Regions from separate parts of the Triticum aestivum genome. Here region 1 is linked to region 2. Evidence: chromatin contacts called from public Hi-C data. All regions are on one chromosome and are shown on one strand. The core of a region is the stretch at or near the end of the contact, and the rest is flanking DNA. Distances in the headings are between cores, read along the strand shown.

Region 1 (3,931 bases), core at 619-3,118, 720 kb before region 2:
AGAATCTATATGGTTGTTTGGCCTGCGTAATGCCGTAACTCCTACAACAGCCGAACAGAATCTATATGGTTGTTTGGCCTGCGTAATGCCGTAAGTCCTGCTGCAACATCAGATTTGGTTTGGCTAGTGCAATGGAATGGAATTATCGTGGGGCTAAACATTACAAAAGTGGAAGAAATTACTACAATTTGTGAAATGCATTCCATGGAATTTGATGAATGAACAGCCGAGATGGATGTACTTGCATAGAACAAGCGCACCCCACAAACAAAACAAGCCAACATTTCCTAAAGAATATCTATTCATACAAAGGGCGCAAAGTTAACCCTGTCATGCTTAAACCATGTGAGTTCACCTTTGGGCTGTTGAGCAAGTTAAATTCATCACAAGTACTTAAGCGCATGGAAGAAACAGTTACAAATGTCGCAGTGCTGCAATTTTCAACTAAATATGGCAAGTGTAAACTACAGTGCTTGACTGCAAGAGACTGCATGAAAAATAACTAACTCCATGATCTTATGGGTTTCACCTCTAGCCTACCCCAACTTGCTTGGGACTAAAGGCTTTGTTGTTGTTGTTGTTGTTGTTGTTGCATGCATTTGGTCAGTACCAACACAAAGATCTAAACAACTATCAGAAAGTAACACCGTAATAAGCAATACAGTTGCCATATAACTCGTGATATAACACTATGATGGTCAAAAGGAAATGAAGATCTTACTGTAAATGCCCTTCAAGTTAGGATGCTGACCACGGACAAGCTGTGTCACTACCTCTAACTGGGGATTCTTTTCCTTCAAAGCTGGAAGATGTGACTCCATAAAAGCCCTACAATTCCAAGGAGTGCTAGATGTGAAGGAGCAGGCATTGAAAGATTCAAGTGTTCAGGCACTGAATCCTGACAGCAAAGATATTGATACAAGCAATATTTAAGCTGCAAAGTCATACAACTAATGCTTAAAGTATAGCCTACCAATCCACAGGGAAAGAGGATAATATGTGAAATTGAGAATAAACTTATGTTCAAGAATCCAAAATCCCGAGCTTCATTTACAGCACAACCAGCAAATAACTATTGGCTTAAACTGTAACTGAACTGTTTCTTCTAAACAAAATTTCTCCATTTCCAGTAATTCAGCGAGCTATTTTTCAATGGCATCATGTGGATTACATAATACAAACGCGATGCTCAACATGCACAATTGTGTCCACGAGGAAAGATAACCCATCCCTACTTCTGCTTACAATTTTGTCGAAATCATTTCCATGTTGCCAGTCTACACAACTCTACATTGGTCAAGTTTGATTGCATACATACTAAAATGAGTGAACATACATACTAAAATGTGTGTAGATACATACGAACCAAGAAAAAGCTAAAAGGTCTTATATTAGGGAACGGGGGGAGTATAACACATTTAATTTAAGGAAGATCTTTACAATAATTTTTTCCATGCAGAAACTGACTTTGTGCAAAGTGTCGGTCTGCACAATCAACAGATTACTCCAACTCAATCAACAGAACGAGCAAGTCCGGTCTCCCCTACCGAATCTAAACTTGTTACCGCATCAAAGCAGCACAGATCAAATCGCTAGGGTCTGCCTAGTGGTGAAATCGGCTCTTATCGGCATGATGAAAGTTACCTGATTCCCCTGCTGCTCCCTCCCCAGTCGCAGTAGTTCACCACAAGCTTCTGCAGCTGCCAAACGCCCCTCAGCGCCATCACGCCGCCCTCAGGATCAACGCAAACGAGCAAGTGCGTGGGTGGGGACTGGGGAGGAGGAAAGGGAGGAGAGGGGAGGGGGCGGCGGCGGAGTCTGTCCTGTGGGTTGGAGGACGACGCTCCGGTTAGGGCCCAACGCACCGAGAAACAATATCCGGCCCATATTTACCTTTTTTTTTAGAATTGCCCATATTACCCATTAGCTAGCAGTTTCCGGGCCTGTGCGGCTGGGCCACTCCTATTTGGCGCGTAGGTCGCCAAATAGCGAGCTGGCGCGTACACTCGAAATTACTAATTAAGGAGTACTCCTTTTAAAGATCACTTTCATCTTCTCAAGTTGCGACAAGTGGGGTGCTGCATTTGCGTCATTTGTCGCAACCTAAGAGTTTTTCCTTTTTTTGTAGATCCGTTTATTCAAAATATTTTATCTCCTAAACCATGCGTCCAAATCTCAAACCGTTTTCACTGTTGGATCCCTCTCATCGAGATCTTTAAAACTAGATTCCATGTTCTTCACGCGAAACACACTACTAGCACCTTTCAGAAAAAAAAACAGATAACAAGGTATACTAACCATAACACATTTAAGGAAGGTCTTTACAGCTAATTTTTTCCATGCACAAACTGACTTTGCGCAAAGTGTCAGACATCAAGTACCTTATGCATGGTCTGCACAGTCAACAGACCAATCCAACTCAATTAATAGAGCGAGTAATTCAGATCTCCCCTCCCGGATCTAAACTTGTTAACGCATCAAAGCAGGACAGATCAAATCGCTAGGGTCTGTCTAGCGGTGAAATCGGCTCTTATCGGCATGATGAAGGGTACCTGATTCCCCTGTTGCTCCCTCCCTAATCGCAGTACTTCGCCACAAGCTTCTGCAACTGCCAAACACCCCTCGACGCCATCATGCCGCCCTCAAGATCAAAAAAGTGTGTGGGTGGGGAGGAGGAAAGGGGGGGGCTCCCTGGAAGGAAACCTAGCTGAAGGGGAGAACAAGATGGGCCGGCCCAGGGGCGTGGGAGGCCACAACCTTCTTTTTCCCCTTTTTTACATTTTCTCTTTTCGTATTTTGCTTTAATTTTGTACTAAAAAATTATAAATATAAAAATTAAAAGAAACACTCTACAAAAAACATTTGAAAAATATTAAAAAAGTATTTGAAAATGTTGAAGAAGTATTTGAAAAATATTTAAAAGTATTTAAAAAATGTTAATCAAGCATTTAGAAAAATATTCAATGCGTATAGAAAAATTGTTGATCATGTATTAGAAAAACATTGAATTTTTTTATCATGTATAAAAAATGTTAATCAAGCATTCAAAAAAAATGTTGAACAAGTATTTGAAAAATATTAATCAACCATGAGAATTGTTAAATGTGTATAGAAAAAATGTTGACCATGTATTAAAAAATCGAATTTGAAAAATCTTATTCAAGCATTATAACAATGTTACATGTGCATAGAAAAATGTTGACCATGTGTTAAAAAATTGTTAATCTTGTGTTAAAAAAATGTTGAAAATGTGTATAAAAATTTGTTGACCATGTATTAAAAAAATGCTAATCTTGTATTTGAAAAATGTTAATCATGCATTTTTTAAAATGTTGAAAATGTGTATAGAAAAAATGTCGACCGTATATTCAAAAAATGTGTATAGAAAAATGTTAAACGGGTATTTGAACAATGTTCTTGACGTATGCAAAAAATGTAGAATGACAACTAAAAGAAAGAAAAGAAAAACATTTTTATAAATGTTAATATTGTATTTAAAAAATGTCAAAAAAGTATTTGAGAAAAAATGTAAATCAAACATTTAAAAATGTGGAAATGTGTATAGAAATAATGTTGATCATGTATTAAAAATGTTAAACATGCATTTAAAAAATATTTTTGACATATAAGAAAAATCTAGAATGGAAACTAACAGAAAGAAAATAAAAAATCAATGAAAACTAAAAAAAGAAACCAAAGAAAAAGAAAACAAAAAATGAAACCGAAGAAACAAATGCAAAAAGAATAAAAAACAGTAAAAATCAATAAAAATGTTGAAACCCAAGAAAGGAAACAAAAAGAAGAAAAAAAAGAAGGAATGAGTAAGGAAAGAAAAAACAGTTAAAAGCAATGAAAAACACAAAAAAACGGAGAAGAGATAAGAAAACCAAACCAAAAACAAAAGAAAATGAGGAAAGGAAAGAAGAGACCT
Region 2 (3,935 bases), core at 1,357-3,856:
TGAAAATTTGTAGAAGGGCCCCAGAGATTTCACATCTACTATCTGCAGATGATTCACTCTTGTTTTTTGAAGCCTCAGAACAGCAGGCACACCTAGTGAAGGGTTTGTTGAACACCTATGTGTTGGCCACGGGCCAGTTAATTAATCCAGCAAAGTGGTCCATCCTATTCTCAGACTCCTGCTTGCCTGCGGTGGTGGATGAGGTGAAGAGAATTTTGGAGATTGAACAGGAGGTTTTCGAGCCTAAGTACCTTGGCCTGCCGGTGCCCGAAGGTAGAATGAATAAAGGAAATTTTGAAACGGTTCAAGATAGATTAAGGAAGAGGATGATTGACTGGAGCGAACAATATATGTCATCTGGTAATAAGGAGATCCTAATAAAATCTGTTGCCCAGGCCATTCCAGCTTATGTCATGAGCGTATTTAAACTACCAACTTCGGGGTGTGATGAATTGACCAGGCTAATGCGTCAGTACTGGTGGGGTGTTGAGAAAGGAAAGAACAAGATGGCGTGGCTCAGTTGGGATAAAATGAGATTACCTAAGGCAATGGGTGGCTTGGGGTTCAGGGATATGAGAGCGTTTAATCAAGCGCTTCTCGCTAAGCAGGCCTAGCGTCCCATTGGCACTCCGGATAACCTTTCTGCCAGATTGTTGAAGGCTAAGTACTACCCCTCAGGCAACCTGCTGGATACGGTATTCCCCAACCATGGATCGGCGGTCTGGAAAGGTATCCTCCACGGCCTCGAGTTGTTAAAAGCATGAATTATATGGCGAGTTGGGAATGGTTCAAATATAAGAACCTGGAGGGATCAATGGATCCCGAGGGCATCGTCTTTCCGGCCTATAACACCAAAGCGCACGTCCCGCCTAAACCGAGTCTTTGATTTCCTAGATGGGAATGGTACATGGCGGCTGGATAGGCTGACGCAACACTTTTGGCAGATGGACATTGATCACATTCTGAAAATAAGAACGTCCCCAAGGCAGCGTTGCGATTTTATCTCCTGGTTCCCGGAGAAGAATGGGCGGTTTTTAGTAAAAAGTGCCTATAAATTGGCTACAAGTGCTCATGATGCAGCCTTTGCAGGAGGATCATCTTCAGAAGCACCAAATGGCAGGAGATCAATTTGGAACTGCGTATGGAAAGCATCGGCGCCACAGAAGATGAAGATAGCGGTTTGGAAGGTGGTGACCGGGGCCTTGCCGACTGCGACGTGCAAAAAATACAGACATGTCTCTAAGCGATCTACTTGCCCACTATGTGGTGTTGAGGAGGAGAATGAATTCCATGCCTTAATCACATGTGATCATGCGCGTACTCTGTGGATAAACATGCGCGCAAGATGGCCTCTCCCGTCGGATAGACTGCTGATCAATACCGGCAAGGCTGCTCACTCAATGCTCAGATCAGGTTCGAGATATGGTGATCATGCTGCTATGGTGTAGGCAGTTGCGGAATGATTGCTCACATGTCAAGGATGTACCATCGGTGGGGGCAACAATGGACTATCTGGACAGTTATTACAAGTCTATTTGGCTCGCTAGTCGCTTTACCATGGAAGAAATACTAAAAGCAAAAAATGCCGGTCTCGGAACAGATGATCGACACATAGTACAAACAGCCAGCACCACCATGGCCGGCTCCTGGGCCGGGGACTGTCGCACTATCCATTGATGGATCCTTCCGGGAAGCAGATGGTTCGGCAGCGACCGAAATCGTGTTGAGGGATGGGTCAGTTACGGTACTGTTGGCGGCTTATCGCTCTATGTTTAACTGGAATGACGCTTTGGAGGCGGAGATCCATGCTATCATGCAGGGTATGGCTTTGGCCATCCAACACACAATACTTCCGGTGGTTGTGCAGTCCGACTCGGCGATTGGCCTCTGAGTGTTGGCTACTGATGGCCTCACCAAATCAGCATATGGGCATCTGATCCCGGAGATTAAAGAGTTGATGAAGGAAAGGGAGTTTTTACCTCAGAAATTACATTGTAGTCAGAATAGTGTAGTAGATTGGTTGGCAATATAGCCGCACCGAGCGAACCACGGCTGTGTGGGTTCACTCGGTTCCACCTTATATTGAGGATCTTTGGCCTCTCGATTGTAACACTGTGACAATGCAATAAAACTCCCTTCTACCCCGCAAAATAAATAAATAAGTGCTTACAAAACAAGTGTTCACTAAATACATAATCCTATTTATTTACACGTATAAATTAATATGATCAGGTAAATCACGGGTTACCTATTAGAATATTTTACTCCTCGGCAATGAAATCACGTGAAAACATGAAAGTAGTTCATGTTGCAAAGATTTTCCAATGCAGATGTCTCGCAGCTTTTCGTAAAGACATTTTTTTTATAGACAATCTTAAAGACAAAGATGGTGTGCCGTGTGCGGCCATGCGTAGTGTCGGCCTTTTTTGTTACGGAATGTTTGCAAGAGACTGGACGTCGTTGTGGTATTGGGTCGTAGTGGTCGTAGCCCAATGGCCCAAGTGAGGAGCCACGAAGTGAATACTCAGATTCCACTCTAGCCCATCACACTGTTCGAGCCGGCCCGCTCCTGCTGCGACCGCACGGCACGCACCATCCCTCTTTGCATTCCCCTTCCAAGCTGCAGGCTGCAGCCTCCATGCCGCTCGCCCCGCGCCGACGCCGCCAAAACCCTCCCCAAAACCTCCGACAAACGCCGCCCACCTCCCAGAGATGCCGCCCAAGCCGGCGAGGCGGGTGTTCCAGTACATCTCCTCGCCCCGGAGGCCGCCGCCGTCCCCGCTGCCCGCGGCCCCCGCCGCCGGCGAGGCCACGGCCTCCGAGGCCGACGCCGACTCGGTCTACCAAATCGTCACGGCCGCGCCCACGCCGTCGGCCATGGAGTCCGCGCTCTCCGCCTCCGCCGTCCCGCTCTCGGCGCCGCTCCTCGACCTCGTCCTCCGCCGCTTCCGCTTCGCCCACGGCGATCCACTCCGCGCGCTCTCGCTCCTCTCGCTCGCCGCCGACCGCTGCGGCGTCGCGCCCTCCCCCTACGCGCTCGACACGGCCCTCTACGTGCTCGGCCGCGCCCGCCGCTTCTCCCACATGTGGGACCTAGTCCAGTCCATCCACCGGCTCTGCCCCGACTCCATCACCGCGCGCACCGCCATGGTCGTCCTCGGCCGCGTCGCCAAGATCTGCTCCGTTCGCGAGACCGTTGCCTCCTTCCGCCGCCTCTTGCGGCTCTTCCGCGGCCGCGAGGGCACCGAGTCGGCCGACCTCTTCAACGCGCTGCTCCGCACGCTCTGCCAGGAGAAGAGCATGTCCGACGCGCGCAACGTCTACCACGCGCACAAGCACGAGTTCCAGGTGAACCGCCATACCTTCAACATCCTGCTCTCTGGGTGGAAGTCTTCGGAGGATGCCGATGCGTTCTTCGCAGAGATGCGAGAGCACGGCATTGATCCTGACTTGGTCACCTACAACTCTTTGATTGATTGCCACTGCAAGAACCGAGGCGTGGAGAAGGCCTATAAGCTGCTCGATGAAATGCGGGGGAATGAAATTGCCCCCGATGTCATCACCTATACGAGTTTGATTGGCGGATTGGGACTTGTTGGCCAGCCTGACAAGGCTAGAGACCTGCTGAAGGAGATGCGTGAGCTCGGATGTCACCCGGATGTGGCGGCGTACAATGCCACAATACGGAACTTTGTTATAGCGAAGAGGCTTGGTGATGCGTTTGCGTTGACGGACGAAATGGCATCGAGGGGACTGATGCCGAATGCAACGACATATAACCTTTTCTTCCGGTTCTATTACTGGGCGTATGACATTGGTAGCGCGTGGCTGTTGTATGAGCGGATGCGGTCTGAAAGATGCTTCCCCAACACACAGTCTTGCATGTTTATCATTAGGTTATGTCATCGGCATGGTAAGGTGGCAGAAGCACTAGA

The links. A called contact is a pair of places that touch in the nucleus more often than the background predicts.
Region 1: a contact with region 2 is called in a Hi-C map of leaf, with 7 times the contacts expected there. The contact joins the promoter of LOC123093050 here to the promoter of LOC123093042 in region 2. A contact is called at or near these places in 3 of 5 Hi-C or Micro-C datasets (all in leaf).

Annotation. Positions count from the first base shown.
Region 1 is chr4B:519,297,337-519,301,267 of IWGSC CS RefSeq v2.1, reverse strand. It overlaps LOC123093050 (54S ribosomal protein L51, mitochondrial), which reads right to left and starts at 1,868. Exons shown (of 3, transcript XM_044514929.1): 1 at 1,645-1,868; 2 at 722-828. The coding sequence starts at 1,724.
Region 2 is chr4B:518,581,454-518,585,388 of IWGSC CS RefSeq v2.1, reverse strand. LOC123093042 (putative pentatricopeptide repeat-containing protein At1g02420) reads left to right here and starts at 2,606. Exons shown (of 2, transcript XM_044514916.1): 1 at 2,606-3,935. The coding sequence starts at 2,713.